6 separate regions of the Mus musculus genome follow, and all the other regions are linked to region 4. The links are chromatin contacts, called in public HiChIP or PLAC-seq, capture Hi-C and promoter capture Hi-C maps. All regions are on one chromosome and are shown on one strand. Each heading gives the region's core, a stretch centred on a gene start, on an enhancer-like site or on the middle of the called end of the contact. The rest is flanking DNA. Distances are from core to core; before and after follow the strand shown.

Region 1 (2,921 bases), core at 12-2,511, 370 kb after region 4:
TGCTAGGCTTACATGGCAATCACTTTATGCTCTGAGCCACCTTGCTGCCCCTACCATGCGGTTTTTAGAACACAGAAAACACTCGGTTAAAATATTGGTCTCAATCAGATGATTCTAAAATCTATTTATTATTCCATTTTATCGGGTGGTGACTTTTTATTTACCAGGAAAATAGTTGTTTTTATGAGAACATTATAAAGGTACACGATTGACCTCTTTAGATTTCCCATACTCTTTCTAAGAATCTGAATGGCTTCCGGGAAGCTAGACTTAGAAGGAACCATGAGGATCTTCCGGTATACACTTTCATTTTGTGGGGGAGAAACCCCGGGCAAGGACACATTAGGGAAGGGATCAAGCCCGCAGTTAGTAAGTGAAGGTCTGAGTCGTAACTTATCATCCCGGCTGCCTGAAACATGGCTCAGGAAGGAGCCGTTGCCACATCACTCCGGCAAGAGAATCATTCAGTCTGGCAGAGGAAGGGGACAATTAGTAACGTCAGAGAAACGGAGCCTAGAGATCGCTCGATTGCTGAACTGCACAGTGTACACAGAGCTCCTAGCATGACGTGTGTGGGGCTCACAGTAAACGCCCCGTAAATGAAGGGCATCACTTCTGCTGCAGCTGAACTCAGGGGTGTGTGCGATGTGGATCAATGCTAGCCTGGAGAGCTTTCACGTCCGGTGCGCCTGCCTTGAATTCTCCACACAAGACAGGAAATAACAGACTGTAGACTTGGTACATTTGGGGAGAACGCACCTACACTCTCAGTGGATTTCTTCCCAACGTGGCAGATACCTTATGCTTTTCGTTGCATCCATTAATCCCTTCCAAGTCTCTGTTTCAGCAGTTGAGATATGGAATATCTTAAAATGCTCTTCCTTGGCTTAACCTGAAAAGACGCTACTTAAAGATAAATAAATAAATAAATAACTCTGCTATTCTGAAAAATCTTTTGTCACATAAAATATTAAAACGTGAGCTATAGGATCAGGGAAGGGAAGTTGTGAGTGGTTTTTCAGGGGGCACATTCTCTGCAGCAAAAGCAAGAACAAAAATTTACAAAGGAAGGAGAAAATGCGAACTCAAACGTGGGCATGAGCTGGGGTGTCTCTGACATTTCCATCTTCATCAGGGGGGATCTGTCAAGTGGCGAGTGAAACTCTTCATCAGTTTTCACCGAACCTGAAAGAAACAGCAGCTAGTCTCCCACCCCCCACAAGTTCACATCTGGGTCACCCATACCCACAATGCCCTAAGCATATGGCTGCCATTAACGCTTTGTTACTGCTGCTGGTCCTCACGATCAAGAGCCCCCACGTGAATATCAGAGGTTAATCGGGGTTTTGATTGTCCCAGCTTTCTCAGAGAAAGAGATCCTACCACAGAATCCCTGCATTGGTGGAGCACAGAGATAGAAATACCGGCATGTTGAATTGTGTGTGATTGTGCTCGCTAAAAAGTTATTCATTACGCTAAAACACTGGGATTGCTTAAACAAGGTCAATCTGAAAAGCCTTTCAATGGGACTGCTTGGCAGGAAAGAAAGCAGAGGTGGGGGAAGGAGCCTTTTTTTTTTTTTTGAAAACCAGCTTCCTAAAGCTCTGGCATCTCAAATGGCTTGAAGGGTAGTCCTCATATAAATATTTTAAAAAGTGGCTGTGTTTATTCACCAGCAAGAAAGTGTTTTCATCTCTCAAGAACAATCAAAACATAATCCTCGAATCACAGGCGTGAGTAAGAGTGACCAGCAATAATAACGAACAAGGCGTTTATTCATAGTCTAGCAGGGCTGGAGAGACGCAGCTGACTTGGGGGAAAGAGAACGTGTTTTCTTTGGCAAGGCAATGAAAAGAACGAACTCAAAACCTTTTCATCTTCAGGATTATTTCCTTGAGAATTGTAAGGCAAATTATATATACGCCATCATCAACAAGGTAAGAAATAAGAAATGGCTTTTCCCAGTGGTCTGTGAAGAATTAAATTATCACATATTTGTGTCTGCGCAGTACTTGAAGAACATCTTTGGGAGTCTGGGTTGGATGTTCTCTTTTGCACTTGTGTAAGCTTAGAGTAAAAATAATACAATCAATATTTGGTGTCACACTAAAGCTGTCTTTACCATACTCCCTTTTCTTCTCATTTCTTAACAGTGAGGTGACCAATACCAATTAATAAATGTTTGTCATTTTGCCTGAGAAATGATGATCAATCCTCAGGTTTTATTTAGATTTAAACATCACGATATTTAGTAAAAAACAGGGTTTTTTTTAAAAATGAAGATATTGGCAAAATTAATGTCTTAAATGTCAAGAGATCGCAAGAGATTTTAGTATTTCCATTGTCTGGACTCTCAAATGGTCTGGATAGCCTCGGGCTTCTTTATTTTACTAGATAGCCAGTAGATAGAGGGATAACAAAAATAAACACTTACTGGACGTGGTGGCACACGCCTTTAACCCCAGCACTCAGGAGGTAGAGGCAAGCAGAACTGAGAAATGGCCTATACCAGACCCCTGTCTCACCCAGACCTATAGTTCACATGGAGAGCAGGGGGGACAAACATGCAGGCTTTAGCCCACAAAGGCTTGACCTGCAGCTATTTTAAAATACAGATTTTATTTGAAAGGCCTAGAAACTACGTGATTTTTTTACCCTATACATCTACTTGGTTTAGCTGACAATCCCCAGTTTAACAATCCCATCTGTCAATCCAGCTCTAATCTAGATGTTGCTCTGGATGGATTCTGTACAATCGATTAAAGTTCACAATCACTTGACTTTGAGGAAATGGCTGACCTGATGCACTGAAGAATGGCCTTAAAACAGAGGAGAGGCTACCATGAAGAGGTCCTACAGTGGATGGAAGCTTCCACTGTTGGGAATTTTTCCCACATTTAGACACCTGGGCCAGTTCCAGC
Region 2 (2,731 bases), core at 113-2,612, 330 kb before region 4:
CAAGTTTGTTCATATTACTAACTCAAAGGTAAATTCAGTGGAAATTCAAGGGATGCAGAAGTGGGGAGTGGGGGGTGTAGGGGAGTGTTTAAAGTGTTTTAAACAAAACCAGTGGAGTTAAAAAATGAGTATTTATCTCAGCAACAGAGAGTTTAAATATGTATTTAAAAGCCATTTAACATATGTTCAACATTTAGATGTTAAATATGTACATGCATGGAATATTCTAATATGTAAATAGAACAGAAAATAGATTTATTTATACAAAATTGTATGCTGTATATATTTAAATGTTTGTCTGTTTTCTTCTTTTCTTCTTCTGTCTTCATTGTATCTTTTTAAATTTTTAAAAAAAGATTTATTTATTTATTATATGTAAGTACACTGTAGCTATATTCAGACACTCCAGAAGAGGGCGTCAGATCTTGTTAGGATGGTTGTGAGCCACCATGTGGTTGCTGGGATTTGAACTCAGGACCTTTGGAAGAGGAGCATCAACACCGCCCCATCCCTGCCAAGGTGGGCTCTATTCCCATAACCATCAGCTGGAATCAGTCCTTCACCGTTAACTAGAGCGCAACCCGCCCCCTCCACGCCCCAGGAAGTGCAGCACTGGATAACAAGGAAGAGTGATGAGAAGATGTCAGAGAACACAGAACCATCTAGAACAACTGAGTTAAAACAACATCCATAAAAATTAGAACAACTTTCTGAAATGGAAAATATCTGCCCCCATAATGCCCAAGGCAAATTAATTATAGTTCAAATGAAAGCTGTTTCTTTCAGAAGTGTTTTATTTTCCAAAGTCAATACTGCAACGCTTTTAAAGTTAGAGAGAAATGCAAAATCCGTGGGCTTCAGCCTTTTGACCCACATCAATAACTGCCAGGAGACGCTGGAAGTATATTTAGAACTTTGAACATAACGTGGTGTATGGCATGAAATGTTTACGGGAAGCCAATATTATTGCTTGCATGAGAAAGCAAGGAGACATTATCAGGATTCCTAGAGCTAAGAAAATACTGTCCATACTTCCTTACCCACAAAAGCAGGACACAATTCTTACTAAACAAGACCAGAACAGTTTATGATCACAAGAAGTCATTAGCAATAATTTTAAGTGGACCATAAAAATAAAGACCAAGAATGTGATTTAAATAGTAAATGTACTATGCATAATAAAAAAGCACACACTGATGAAAATCGTATCTCAAATCCTTTATCCAAATAATTTTTTTATTGAAAGTGGATTTTTTTCCCTTCGTACATTTCGATTATGATCCTGAAATTTCACAAGATCCAGAAGTGAAAGTAGATTTTGACAGTAACTAAAACACTCCGGCTTGTTGTCTGAGGTCAGACGGGCCGGTCGGTCACTGGGGGTGAGAATTCTCATGGCAGCAGCTCAGCTACAGGAGTGGAAAGGAACTTCAAAACCATCTTTTCAGAGCTATGTTTCATAAGACACCTGCACATGGCTCTCAAAGTATTTCTTTACATCTTTCTTCCCTTACGCTGGAAGGGCGTAGCACAGCTGGAACTCACAGCCAAAACAGAAATCAGAAATGGAAGCGCTCCACCACACACATTGGCCTTAGCTGACCCACAGGACAGTGCCACCTACATCTTACAATGAAATTGCGTAGTTCAGTAGGTATTTACAAAGATATTTTTTCTGTCTTGTCATCAGAAAGCTTAACAGAAAGGGGCTTTCTGTAATGTAGAAATGTTTTCATAGTTTTAAGGGCTTATGACCACTGTGTCACGAGTATTTATTATAGCAAACAACTTCGTCTCACATTCACTTGTCGCTTTCATAGAACGTGGCTTGTCGTTCAAAACCTACACATAATGTGCAATACCCACTTAGGTCAGGGTGAACCCTATCTTCCTTTATGAGACCAAATAGATAATATGTAACATTCTGTGTTTGATATTGCCCCGAGGAATTCAAACCAGGACAGGGGATATGCAAATGGGCATTCCAATCCAACTTTATGTTTAAAGTTTTCAACTCTTTTTACCCCTTTGTGTCTTTGTGAGTGTGGTTCCTGGGATGTCCCCCATAAGTCGCAGTTTGAATACTTGGTCTCCAGTTAGTTATTCGGGGAGAATTAGGAGACATGGTTTTGTTACTGGGGCCTGGCCTAGAGATTTCAAAGACTCCTGCCATTGCCACCACAGGCTTTATTTATTTATTTATGAATATGCACATAGGCCTTCAGCTAGGCTTGTGACAAGCTCGTGACACAACCTGTTTATGCTATTCAATGTCTGCCATGGTTACCTCTCCTCGTTCCTTATGTCCAACTCCCTCCAAGTCCAGATGAGGAATTTTTTTTGCTCCTGACTCCTTCTGAGAGTTCCCCTCTCTTTGCCAGATATCCCACCTTCTAATCCTTCTTCGTCTCATTGGTCATCAGATATTTATTGACAGGCGATGCTTTTACTCAGTGCAGAAGAGATTCTCATTCCTACATACATGCTGGCAAAACACCAAATGCACATAAAACAAATTTAAAATAAAATGTATAAGGGAGCACAAAAAAGATCTTGGATACCCATAGCAGCCTTGGGCAAAAGATGCTGGAGGAATCACTGGATCCAGTTTCAAGGTATATTACAAAGCCATAGTAGGAAAAAAAAATACTTGGCATGCAGATAAATAGAACAGAATGGAGTACAAGTACAAGCCCATATGACTATAGCCACCTCACTCATGACTAAGGAG
Region 3 (2,900 bases), core at 125-2,624, 270 kb before region 4:
TAGTGTCTCTCCACAGCAACTAAACAGTAACTATATAATAAAGTGACAGGGACATTGTATCCCTGGTGGCCTAGCACTGTTGTGTTGATGGATGGTCCTGTAGTCAGGCCACCTTCTAAATGTTCGTGTTTATACCTGTGGGTTAGTGTGACGCCCAGCCTCCTCTGAAAGGCTTCTTTCAGCAGAGGATGGTGGTCCATGAAGAAATCCATGATGATCGATAAGGATGGTGGGATGCGGGATGCTCAGCCCTAGCTCAGACAGCTGTGACACCCTGCCAAGTTCCAGGGAACATCGTGGAAGACTGGGCAGAATGAGTAAAAGAGCCAGAAGATGGAGGCAGGGTGGCATGGAGCAAAAAGAAGTCTTCTAGACATGAACTCGCTGAAGTTGTGGATGTCTGCACAAGACCCGTCTAGGACTGAGCCCAGCAAATGGATTTCATCATAATGGAGGAGGGGCTCGTGGGGCTCCATCATCCTGAGGGGTTGTTGGCAGGTAATGGTTGTCGGAAGCATCACTTTCTTCAGAAGTGTAGCCTCTGATGAGTTGTTCTTGCTATGGTAAACAACCCCCTACCGCCTGTACTCAGGCAAGGAACTCTAAACCCACTGGCCCTCACACAGGGAAGGCATGAACGGGGGAGGAGGAGGAGGGCTTATGGGATAAAGAGGTTTAGGTGGGAGAGGAAAGGGATGAGAATGGGAAATGAAGGGTCCAAATGACTAAACTTCAAACCAAAAAAGAAAATATATATATATATATATATATATATATATATATATATATGCCAGTGATTATGTATGAGATAGATCCACAGTCATGCAAAATGGATATTCTAAACTAGTCTCTTTTGAAACAGTAGATGTGGGTCTGAAGGCATGAGTTCTAAGAGCAATGTACTTTCTGTAAGGTTTATTGAAACAAGATTTTTTTTTTCCTGTGTGAGTCTGAACCATGCTGTTGTTTGGAAGGAAAGGGGTCACTCGAGAGGTGGAAGACAGGAGAATGTGAAAGGCAAGAGCCACCCTAACAAAGGAGTCAGAGCTTTGGGGGAAGCTGCCCCTACAGGAGGCTTCCTGGGTAAAACCAGATTTTACCAAGCAGCTCAAGCAGCTACAACAACAAAGCGAAGGGAGGTCTCTCTTGAACCTGACAGTCCCACACACTTGCTTCTTAGCACCCTTGTTTGAAAGACAGCAGGTTTGAAATCTGGCGGCAGCAGCCAGCCCTTCATTTTGGGACGAGTGTTCCAGAGAAGATATTCCTCCTGATGATTCGTAGGAGATGCCAAAGGCAGACTGCCTTGTGACCCTCTATGGACATCACAGATATTTTGAAATGTCGCTTTCCTGCCTTACAGTTGAGTTCCTCTTTCAAGTGTGGAACAGCAAGTGCCACCACCCACAACAACCTTCCCCACAGTTCTGGACCCTTCAGCTCCAAGTGGGCTGAATGAGGTGTTGGAGCCTAACCCCTCCCTCTGAGCCCTAGAGCCAGTGTTCTGGGTGGTAGAAGATTCTAGATAACTTGGGAATTTAACCAGAAACCTAGAAAATTTGCTCTGTCCTCCATCTTTTTTGTATATTTTAATGTGATTTAAATTATGGAAGTCATAATTTAACAATAAAACTCACCCATAGGCATCAGACCAACATGTAAACTTGAGCAATAAGAAACCCCACACAATGAAGACTCCTGAGTTCACTTGCGCTGAAATCTTCACATAATTAGGATTGTTGACCCAGCAAAACTAACAAAAAAAAAAGTGTTCCTCTAGGTTTGGGACCGATGCCCACACCCTTCTATATTGTGACTGTGTGTGTCAAATGATAGATTCCTCAAGGGGAACAAAAATCCAGCTGAATGGGGTAGCTTTGGTTTAGGGCTGGGGACTGCTGATGTTACAGGAGGGATACATACACCCACCAAGACAGCAATGCCTGGGGGTAAAGGCACAGCGATAAACCACTCCGGAGAAGTTTCAGAGAACAACATCTGCTTTATTGCACACGAGCAACCACTTACACAGTGGAAGCCTATCGACGATGAAAATGAAGACAAATGGATCCCAGGAGCTTGCCAGCCTAGCCTAGCCTACTGTCAGAGACTGACCTTGCTCAGAGGGTGGGAGGAAGGAGAAGAAGACAGGTGTGGGGAGAGGATGGTGTCTGAAGAATAATACCCAAGGTCCTCTGGCCCTCAACACACACACACACACACACACACACACACACACACACATACACACACACACACACACACACACAACCTTTGCTTTCACCAAATGAACTGAGCAGAGGCCCCCTGGTACCTGCTGTACCTGAAAAACATAGCAGGACATGGCCTGGTAACACCCTGGAGCCAGAGCCACCAGCAGACACTGCCATCACTTTAAGGAGAAAGGGTGCATTCTGACACCATTAGTGAGCGAATTCTCCAAACTCCCCTGGAGCCAAGGCTTTGTTAACAGTTTCCAATGTGTGTATTTATTTACAGTTTTAGGACACCTTCTGCAATATCAGGAATCCCTAACCCAAGTCCTTTATAATTTCCAAATGCCCTTAATGCTTCCCAAAGCCTTGTCCCTAAAGACAAGGCTCTGTGACCCAAAGATCACTGTCAGGCCAACAGTAGAGTCATTTGGTACACCCAACACAGGAGGAGGCTGTTAAGCATCCTCTATTTGCAGACCTGCCTGTCACTGGATCGACATTTTTTTGAAAGCAGACTGCAAATAACCACTCCGTGCAAGAAAAAATGAAATCAGACACTGGCCCCTAAGAAGCAAGCTTCCCACATTACTGTTTCACATGCATCTGTGAACTGGGTCCCTCCCATGTTGGTTCCCTGAGTTACATACAGTGAACTGTGTCCCTCCTGTGCTGGTTCCCTGAGCT
Region 4 (2,858 bases), core at 305-2,804:
GCTAACTAAGGGAAACCTCCGTAGCAGCTCCTGTTCATAAGCTAATGTCTCAGGGGGAGAAAAGGTGAGCCAGTGGACTCAGAGGGCTGGAAAGAAAACCCGAAAAGGACACAGTATCCAATATTGCCTGGAGAGCTTCTTCATTCTGCTAAAAAGGGGGGGGGGCGGGGGGAGACAGCCAAGACCCAGGGTTTGGCTTCGCTAACCCGGTTTAGAGGATACGGTTTTACACTTAAGCCTTCAGGGTAAACATGAACATCTAGAAAACTGTTTTTGTTCGTGTCTTAAAGAGAGCACTGGAGAGGGGTCTTGGGCGGGAGACAGAGACCTGCAAGGAGGCTGCTTCAGTTCCCTGAGGTGGGCACAAGTCTGGCAGACACGTAGAAAGTCCACAAGACTCCGAAGAGGGGCCAGGTACAAATCTGTCAGACTCGTAGGTCTACAAGGCTCGGGGACTAACGGCGGAAGAAGTTGGGTCCACAAGAGGTGCCTGAGAAGGACGTTTCCTGGGTGACTCAACGGAGAATGAGGTAAAGACCCTGCTGTTCAAGTCGAACTTCACAGACTAATTAATAAGCGCGAAGAAGGGACAGTAACCGAGCATGGCTCAAGAGATGTCAATGCAAGCTCCTACAGTGACTTTGACCAACAAAGGAATGAGCTGGAGTATTCAAGGAGTAATGCTTAAAATCAGCTCTCCGCAAGAACCAAAAATCACAGTGCACTGGAGAAAACTAAAGGTGGAGATCAAATGCTCTTGTAACAGAGGGAGGCTGGGTCACTTAGAGCCGCCACAAGGTCAGCATCAGCCTAGCTTCCAGGCCCCAGGGCAGAACTTCCCCTATCCATCCTCTGCTACCGAGTCCACACCTCGGCCTGCAGATCCAGGATCCCGCCACCTCCCGCCACTCGGCTTCCAGGTTCACCCCCACACTATGGCCTCACCCCCTCCCGCCCCTGAAGCTCTGTACCCCGGGCGATCTCCAGATACCCCCCTGACTCCGCCTTTAAGCCTCAGCGCGGCCCGTGTGCCATGCTCGAGGGGTCTGAACCCGCTCCGGCTCACCCAGGTTTAGGGACACCGCACCGGCTCACCCAGGTTTAGGGACACCGGTTTGGCCTCCCGGGTCTGGGTTCTCAGCTCGGGATCGCGCTCCCGGCGCTGTTTCCAGCTTCTCTGCCTTCAGTGTTTGCCTGAGCAAGCCTGGAGGCAACACAAAGGATCCTCCGCCCAGATTGCCCGTTTCCCCCGCCTCCTCCAAGGAGCTGCAGACCCGCCAAAAGAGCGCCAGCTCCGGGGGACAACACAGGCCTTCGAAGGCGCGAGAGCAGCAGACACTCACCGTACCGTTCCAAGCTCCCCGCCGCAGGACACTGCGCTTTGATCCCACCAGCACCAACACTGCAACTGCAGCAGCAGCAGCAGCAACAGCAGACTACCGCCGGTCACGCCCCACGCCACGCCCCTTCTCTACCTCCCCGCCCCATCCCCCCTCACACACCCCCCAACACCTCATCTCGCACACGCCAGTCGCGATTGGTGGTTTCAGCCCCGACTGAGCCCCGTCTCGTAGCGCAGGCCCCGCCCACCCAGGGCAAGCCTAGGGCCCCGCCCCCTCCGGCTCCGCCCCCTCGCGCGGGTTTCAAGCTCTGGTTCCCGCCATCTCTGGCTCCGCCAGCTGCCGCCTCCGGCCGACTTGCGCCACTTGAGGTAAATTTTAGAGAGGTCTTTCGGCCACGCCTGATTCCGGGGGCGCCAAGATGGGCGTCTAGGGAGGCGCCTCTGCCAGTCAGAACTCTGGCAGGAGAAAATAGAGCTGTGCCCCGCACTCGGTAATTCTACTTCCTCTCAATTGCACCGAGGCCTTTCTTCACTTCCGTCCACCTCTTGCTCCCTCAGTGAGAGGTCCTGACTACCTTACTGAAATCTCTGACTGGTTTACGTCCTATTTCATTCAGACTCTGACTCTGGGAAGTGGGTTTTGTTTTGTTTTGTTTTTGCATAATATACGAAAACACGAGCACAGCGATCAGCATCGAATTTCAGGGGCCCAGAATATTCTTAAGGACAAATGTACTCCAGAGAGCAGCCTCTTGCCTTCACCGCCTTTGCTTCGTTGGATGTAAGGGACTGACGTACACGTAGCCACACAGATGTCTACCGTTCGTTGCGTGTGGAATTCAAGCTCTTGCATTTCCATAATACATTTTTTATTTTTTCCAGTTCCATCAAAGGCTTTAAAAGGATAAGTGGACGGGCAGTGGTGGTGCACGCCTTTAATCCCAGCACTTGGGAGGCAGAGGCAGGTAGATTTCTGAGTTCGAGGCCAGCCTGGTCTACAGAGTGAGTTCCAGGACAGCCAGGGCTACACAGAGAAACCCTGTCTTGGGGGGGAAAAAAAAAGAAAGAAAAAGATAAGTGGTTTGCTCTCATGAAGAGCCATAGTGGTTAAATGTAGATTCCAGAAACAAATTGATCTATCATTATCCCTCCCAAAGTAAGTTAGAATCAGCCATTTTCTGTTGGACTTTAGCAGTAGGATGCATTCAACCCTCGCAGTGCATCGTGGAGGCTGTAGTTCACAAGGAAGGGTCTAATTGAGAAACCCCTTGTGCCCGGACCCCTCCCTGTGCTAAACGTTCTTAACAAAGTGATACCTTAGATAAGGTATCCTCAGCAGTTTCCTGCCGTTAATGTTGACTTCATCTAGAGAAGTTCGTTAGAGCAAAACATCTGGAGGTGATAGTTTTCATCTAAGCCCTGTAATTTCTCCTCACTGTGGGGACTCAGAGGGACCTGAAGCCGCCCTGTAAATGGGGACCCAGAGGGACCTGAAGCCGTTCTGGGCCTCAAGAGA
Region 5 (3,040 bases), core at 172-2,671, 320 kb before region 4:
CCAAATAGGCTTTGAATAATGGTTTCTCCTGTGGAAGGACCTGCTGTGAGTCCACACTGTGCACACAGCAGGGAGCATGGCCCAGGTCACCATCCAGTGAACGTCCCTGCTCACTTAGTAATGTGGGTAGCCATCCTGTGGAGGGTCCCTTCCCGGTCTCACTTTCCTTTCAACCCTGTAGATTCCAACACTTGGTGTCAGTATTGCCCCAAAGCCAAAACAGGATCAGGCTGGAAATTAAGAAAAACCCGAAAAGCTCTGGAGTGTGTTTTCAGATTCGAAGGCAGAACAGCGAACAGGAACCCTGTGAGTGCCATCGCTAAGCTGGTGGCTGGTCCCGCAGGAGCCAGAGCTGCTAGGGAACAGATGGGGAGGGCCCTGAGCCTGTCTGGGACAGGGGTTTGGCACTCTGGCTAAACTGATTGCCCCGCAGCTATCTGGCCCTCCTGGAGCTTCTTTCTCGCCCATGCTAGTACCCGCTTGTTAGGAACTTCCTGTGGTCCATCCTTGTCGTAGTAAATGCTTGGTGCCCACGGGTATGAGGGGAACAGCACGTAAACAAACATACGCAATAGAGAAAAAATGAAGGCCAAAGGAAAGCAGGCTGGTTGACGGGTTATGGGTTCTAGAATCATCCAGACACCTGATGTCCTCTCCCAGCCACTGGGCTGTCTCTTTCTTGTATTTCTTCCCATTTGCTGCTGCTCCTCCTCCTCCTCTCCCCCCTCCCCCTCCATCTTCTTCCTCTTCCAACTCCTCTACTCTTCTCTCCCCTCCCCCCTCCTCTAAATCATACTCGAGATCCAGGTAAATTTATGTTTGCTGCTTTATTGCTTTTTTTTTTTCCTAAGCCACAACTGCTCAGAGCTTGGGATGTCTATCACTTCTCACCTAGGTCTACACCAAGCCCGGTCCCCCTCTCCCTGGTGTAGAAAGGGTCCTGTGTCACCCAAGCACCTGTGCCTGCATTGGGAGAAGGCAAATGACACCTTCGTCATTTATAAATGCTGAAACCACAGTGCCCCTTTCTTCCCTCACTCCATTCCTCTCTCTCTCTCTCTCTCTCTCTCTCTCTCTCTCTCTCTCTCTCTCTCTCTCTCTCTCGTTCCCACGATGTTAAATCCATCCTGCCTACGGGATTTTTTTTCCCACTAATTGCACCACCTGCTTAGTTTTCTACCATTCTTCCTTGGTTTTCAAGGAATCACTTGCTTTTTTGTGTAGTCGTTCATGGGATTCAATACACGTGGCCATTTTCTTGATAGGAGCAAGAGAAAGGTGTGGACAAATCTTACCTTGGGGCTTTGCCTTGCACTGAGGAAAAGAACTGCGGCTGGGATGCAGCCTGTGGCTTATCCACCCCAGAGATCCGGGAGCAGATGTGAACTCTGCCCTCTAGTGGGGAAAGAGGGGGAAAGCCGCTACCCTGACCTCACCAAGACCAGACCACATCTACACCAATGGGAACCTCCTGAAGGATGATACACTGTGGATCCTTACGCCAATCCGCCAATCCTAATTTGGACCTGAATTTATGCCCAAAGGATCCATAGGAAGAAGTAAAGACGGGATTTTCTCTTAGGGGTGCCACCGACCCTCTGCCTCAGTGGGGAGATGCCTCATGTCCCGCTGCTGTGACAGAATGCCTGAGATAAATCAATGTAAACACCAGGTTTATGTGACCAATACTTTCAGAGATTTTTAGTCTACATTTGTGTCGGGTCTCGACTCCCCAAAAATGACAATCTGGGTTCGGCTCAGGCTTACTTGGGCCAGGTCAACACTTAGCATTCCTTAGAAATCTTGTAAAATGGGTTTCTGCTTGCCATGAAAACTGTTACCTTCTTATAAGCTCCTGCAGTCTCCGGAAATTGCATTGAGTTCCCTATTAACTTAAACAGTTCCCCAGTGGGTCAGAGCCCCATGCTCGTTCCCAGGCCGCTCCAGCTAACCCACCCTCCACCCGCTGCAACATGTCTCCTTCTAACTGGCAGGACTCTGCCGATATCCATGCTGTTTTCTCTGAATCCCAGGAGACAGCCTTGGTGGTTGAATAAACTGTTTTCCTTCACCCACAGAGCTGTCTAATTTTGGCAGTTTCACTTCGCCTTTGCTTACAAGTAGATGACACACATTGGTTCTAGGATGACGGAGGATGTGGGGGCGGAAGCAAGTGGCAGAAGTTGGAGTGGGATTCGCCTCATGGGAGCTGAGGAGCAAAGAGACAGAAGAAAACATTGACCCCCTTTAAGGACACAACAGCCTAACTTATTTTCACTAGGCTCCATCCCCTAATGATGCTACTATCTCTCAAAAGTATCAGAGGCTGATGACCAAGACAGCCATTTGGGAATATTGAATTTCCCAGCCATGAAAACAAATAGAATCAGGAAGTTGATAGTGCTTATAATGAATGCAGGGTTAGCTGAGAGAAAACTCATGACAAATATTAACATCCGTAAGCACGAGAGCCATTGACAAAATTTAAAACCCAAAGAAGGGGCCCAACAGGTAAGGTTTAAATAGCTTCCTCATAGGTGAGAGGCAAGTGGGGGGATGTTGTGGATAGTTTTAGAGATCCTCTGAGTTTTGAGAACGGAGAACAAGCCTGGAGAACAGTAGATGGCAAAAATTCCTCAGCATAGCAGCTGAGATGCGGAAGTTTGCCTCTGCCTCGTGATAAGTTGATTCTTCTTTGGCTGATGACATTTGAGTAAGTTTCAAGGTGACTTTGCTCCTCCTGGGTGACTCTGATTTTTTTAGGCAGATAATGGACTTCATAGAAACCTTCTCTAGTTGCCCCACCCCTACCTGTTCTGTTTATCCAGGGGCTCCTAAAGTCATCTGTACAAGTATCTTTTTTTTCCCTGAGCCCCAACACTTCTGTCCTTGAACAAAGGTCCTTTTCTGCAGTTCTTCTGGATTTCAGGTATTCTAATATCTCATGGGTTGATTATTTCCATCAATGATATTGCAGACAGTGATACTGGACCTTTCAAAAAATGTTTGACTTAAAGACCTGGACTTTGGGCTCTGACAC
Region 6 (2,700 bases), core at 196-2,695, 320 kb after region 4:
AGAATTTACTCCACGGTGGGGGGCAAAGGGACTAAGGCGACACTTGAAGGGTGGTTTTCCTTGTTCCCAGATGAGAAAGATTGGGAACAGATGAGAACTTGCTGACTCTGGAATAAAGTCATAAAGCAAAGGTCATTTTTATTGTTTTTATATGAAGGAAAGCTCGCCCCCTCCACCACCCCCCACATGCCCAGAGGCAGCAATGAGAGGTTGGTTGGTAGAGGTCTGGGGCTGTACAGCAGGCTCAAGGCAAAGACACAGCGAGCAAAGAGAGAGAGTTCCCAGGAACTGCCACCCCCTCCTTCCCTCTGGGCCTGTCCAGTAAGTTTCCTTCTGAGTTTCTGTCCGTCTCTTCCCTCCCCCCCCCCCATATTTCGCTTTCTAAAACCATAAAAAAGAGATCAAATTCCCTAACTTCACGGGACCCTTTTCAGTGACAAATATTGATGCCCAAAGTGTCTGCGCTCTCCCGCCCCCAAACGTTAAGAAAAGGCGCCCGCGAGAGGGGGACATAAAAAGTTAACAATGCTGTGAAAATATGTTTGCAAAAAATAGACAATCGTTGGATTAAACGTATTCAAGTATGAAATAATGCCTTTTTGTGTCAAAACTTGGGCGATGGGCGGGTACAAAAGTTCCCTGTGGCAGCTACTTGCTCCCTTTGTGAGCTGTGCGCTTTGGCGTCTCCACTTGGGCGCATTACCCAGAGCCCTCTAAGCGCGATTGTTTCTCCCTTTCTAATGACATTTACCGGATCAAAACATGCTGTTAATTCGATCAGAAGGCTTCACCCTCCCTGACAAAGCCACAATAATTTCTCCTGAAGTTTGTTAAATTGACCAAAATTAGGCAAATGAATAGGGGTCTGTAGGCGCCCCCTCATGCAGGTGACGGCGCATAATGCTCGCCTGGGCCAGCTGCATTCTCCCTTTTCTTCTCGGCCCACTCTCCTCTGTGTTGCCCCAATCCTCCCACCCCCCTCACACACACACACACACACACACACACACACACACACACACACACACACACACACCCGCCTGTCTGTCCTCCACCCCACTCTTGGCATTATTAAAATTTAGCCCAATGAAACTATTCATACTTTTCAATGGACATTTTCCTATAGGATAATAGGCTACAAATTGAGCCTCTTCCCCCCGCGAAGAGAGAGCCGGAGGGGGGAGAAAAGAAAGCAGAGGATTTGGTCAGAGACTGGGGCGGGGGGAGGAGAGAGTCGCGTGCCAAAGGCCCGCGGGAGGGGCGAAGCGAGGCGGGAGCCTCGTGTGCCAGCCGCAGCCCCACACCTGCCGGGATGTCCGGACAAATAAAGCGGTGTAAACAAAAAGGGGGGAGACGGACGTGTCACCAAGTCGTGTGAGAAAAGCCTGGGAACAAACGGGGCGCCTCCGTCTCCAGAAGCTCTCCCTTGAACCCGGCGGAACAGCCTATTAAAGGCTTACTTAATTACTTTAATGACTCTGGACAGGCTTTAAAACGCACTCGGCGCTGGGACCGCGGGCTTGCTGGGATTTGTAAACAGGCGATCGTGTGAGACTCAGCGGTGGGACTAAAGGAAGCGACGCTGTTTTGTGAAGGTCCTCGCCCCCCGGTGCCCGCAGCCACTGCGCCCCTGCGCTCTGCGCCGGCTAAGAGTGCAGGCGCTCGCTGGTCCGCCGGCTCCAGTTTCTCGCCCCCTCTTCCTGAGGTGCCTGTTGCCATGCAAATGTTATTCCTGGACGAATCACGTGTCCTTTGAAGAGCCACGTGGATTAACAAAGCTGATCTGCCCCCACCTCGCCCCCCTCGGCTGCTAAAAATTTTTTTGTCAACTTCTTTAAAACTGACCTTGAATGCATACATGCTCCAAACGCAGAACTCCTAATCCTATGGAATAATTCAGCGCGTGAGAATGCACTTGCAGTCCTAGATGGCTGCTTTATAAAGGGAGCCCCCTCGGACCTGGGAGGCTGCAGTCTACCTGGAACACTTGAAGAGGCACACGAGGTGGAACGTGGACGAGTGCCTCGCGCCACCGCCTCTGCCGAGGGCGCGCACGCACACCAGAATGTCTGACAGGCTCAAGGAACGCAAAGTGAGTTCCTTGCGCTCTGGTGGTGGAAGAGTGTGACTCACCAACTAACCTGACATCTGGCTGGATAGATGACTAAGATGTGCCACCCAGAACTTTAAGTGTGGAGAAATCCAGAGTGGTTTGGAAAGGGAACAGAGACTGGAAGGAGAGTCCTTGATTGGAGACAGCTCACTCTGGGAGGCGGGTGGCCACGTCCCAGAGCCTTGGCACTTAGCTTGGCCTTGGCAGGGATGTGTAGGGAAGTTGAACGGCAAGAGAGCCAGCCAGCACGGACACAGAGCTCTGAGTCCGGGGACACAGAGCTCTCTTGGTCTAGTGTGGCGGGGCAGGGGTCTCTTCGGGTTGGCGAATTAGTGACCCTTGTAACACAGAAGCTTTGCCTTGGATGACTCCTTGGGCGAAGCCATCTTAAATGCAAAACTTTCTGTTTACAGAGAACCCCGGTTTCTCATAAAGTGATAGAAAAGAGAAGGAGGGACCGAATTAACCGCTGCTTGAACGAGCTGGGCAAGACAGTCCCTATGGCCCTGGCGAAACAGGTAACGTTTGTGGTGCTGGGTACTCCCCCACTGTCACTCTCTGCAGAGTCCCCAAAGTCTCTACAGACG

What was found. Promoter capture Hi-C pulls out the DNA fragments that hold promoters and counts their contacts. HiChIP or PLAC-seq counts read pairs in DNA pulled down with a chosen protein or histone mark. Capture Hi-C pulls out chosen DNA fragments and counts their contacts.
Region 1: a contact with region 4 is called in a promoter capture Hi-C map of embryonic stem cells, with 3 times the contacts expected there. The contact joins the enhancer-like site here to the promoter of Casp3 in region 4. A contact is called at or near these places in 13 of 39 promoter capture datasets (the C10 cell line, the HPC-7 cell line, cranial neural crest and 7 more), 9 of 115 datasets of contacts at active chromatin or transcription factors (bone marrow-derived macrophages, cardiomyocytes, embryonic forebrain and 4 more) and 1 of 9 other capture datasets (embryonic stem cells).
Region 2: a contact with region 4 is called in an H3K4me3 HiChIP or PLAC-seq map of bone marrow-derived macrophages, with 9 times the contacts expected there. The contact joins the enhancer-like site here to the promoter of Casp3 in region 4. A contact is called at or near these places in 18 of 39 promoter capture datasets (the 3T3-L1 cell line, 3T3-L1-derived adipocytes, the C10 cell line and 12 more), 4 of 15 datasets of contacts at CTCF or cohesin (the NIH/3T3 cell line, large pre-B cells, pro-B cells and 1 more), 14 of 484 Hi-C or Micro-C datasets (B cells, CD4 T cells, CD8 T cells and 9 more), 32 of 115 datasets of contacts at active chromatin or transcription factors (the 230-238 cell line, CD8 T cells, the NIH/3T3 cell line and 24 more) and 3 of 9 other capture datasets (adipose tissue, embryonic stem cells and liver).
Region 3: a contact with region 4 is called in an H3K4me3 HiChIP or PLAC-seq map of bone marrow-derived macrophages, with 3 times the contacts expected there. The contact joins the enhancer-like site here to the promoter of Casp3 in region 4. A contact is called at or near these places in 2 of 39 promoter capture datasets (the C10 cell line and liver), 3 of 115 datasets of contacts at active chromatin or transcription factors (the 230-238 cell line and bone marrow-derived macrophages) and 3 of 9 other capture datasets (adipose tissue, liver and macrophages).
Region 5: a contact with region 4 is called in an H3K4me3 HiChIP or PLAC-seq map of bone marrow-derived macrophages, with 8 times the contacts expected there. The contact joins the enhancer-like site here to the promoter of Casp3 in region 4. A contact is called at or near these places in 12 of 39 promoter capture datasets (the 3T3-L1 cell line, 3T3-L1-derived adipocytes, the C10 cell line and 9 more), 1 of 15 datasets of contacts at CTCF or cohesin (CD8 T cells), 16 of 484 Hi-C or Micro-C datasets (B cells, CD4 T cells, CD8 T cells and 10 more), 27 of 115 datasets of contacts at active chromatin or transcription factors (the 230-238 cell line, CD8 T cells, DN3 thymocytes and 20 more) and 4 of 9 other capture datasets (adipose tissue, embryonic stem cells, liver and 1 more).
Region 6: a contact with region 4 is called in a capture Hi-C map of macrophages, with 2.8 times the contacts expected there. The contact joins the promoter of Helt here to the promoter of Casp3 in region 4. A contact is called at or near these places in 9 of 39 promoter capture datasets (the 3T3-L1 cell line, embryonic stem cells, frontonasal cranial neural crest and 5 more), 4 of 484 Hi-C or Micro-C datasets (bone marrow-derived macrophages and embryonic stem cells), 11 of 115 datasets of contacts at active chromatin or transcription factors (cardiomyocytes, embryonic forebrain, embryonic stem cells and 4 more) and 4 of 9 other capture datasets (adipose tissue, embryonic stem cells, liver and 1 more).

What each region holds. Positions count from the first base shown.
Region 1 is chr8:46,250,096-46,253,016 of GRCm38.p6, reverse strand. No RefSeq gene overlaps it. Among named protein-coding and RNA genes, the nearest start is that of Gm30880, 33 kb to the left of the region's middle. Within about 2 kb of position 1,261, at least 16 of the 459 cell types and tissues checked have an H3K27ac peak or open chromatin away from gene starts, as enhancers often do.
Region 2 is chr8:46,950,757-46,953,487 of GRCm38.p6, reverse strand. It overlaps a transcript of Enpp6 not described here. Among named protein-coding and RNA genes, the nearest start is that of Enpp6, 35 kb to the left of the region's middle. Within about 2 kb of position 1,362, at least 10 of the 459 cell types and tissues checked have an H3K27ac peak or open chromatin away from gene starts, as enhancers often do. A contact at or near this core is called in bone marrow-derived macrophages and liver, where this site is marked.
Region 3 is chr8:46,888,910-46,891,809 of GRCm38.p6, reverse strand. No RefSeq gene overlaps it. Among named protein-coding and RNA genes, the nearest start is that of Gm39170, 60 kb to the right of the region's middle. Within about 2 kb of position 1,374, at least 46 of the 459 cell types and tissues checked have an H3K27ac peak or open chromatin away from gene starts, as enhancers often do. A contact at or near this core is called in adipose tissue, bone marrow-derived macrophages and macrophages, where this site is marked.
Region 4 is chr8:46,615,987-46,618,844 of GRCm38.p6, reverse strand. Casp3 (caspase 3) reads right to left here and starts at 1,554. Exons shown (of 7, transcript NM_001284409.1): 1 at 1,344-1,554. Primpol (primase and polymerase (DNA-directed)) reads left to right here and starts at 1,618. Exons shown (of 15, transcript NM_001001184.2): 1 at 1,618-1,711.
Region 5 is chr8:46,933,457-46,936,496 of GRCm38.p6, reverse strand. No RefSeq gene overlaps it. Among named protein-coding and RNA genes, the nearest start is that of Enpp6, 52 kb to the left of the region's middle. Within about 2 kb of position 1,421, at least 83 of the 459 cell types and tissues checked have an H3K27ac peak or open chromatin away from gene starts, as enhancers often do. A contact at or near this core is called in the 230-238 cell line, B cells, CD8 T cells and 12 more, where this site is marked.
Region 6 is chr8:46,293,416-46,296,115 of GRCm38.p6, reverse strand. Helt (helt bHLH transcription factor) reads left to right here and starts at 1,445. Exons shown (of 4, transcript NM_173789.4): 1 at 1,445-2,092; 2 at 2,527-2,631. The coding sequence starts at 2,066.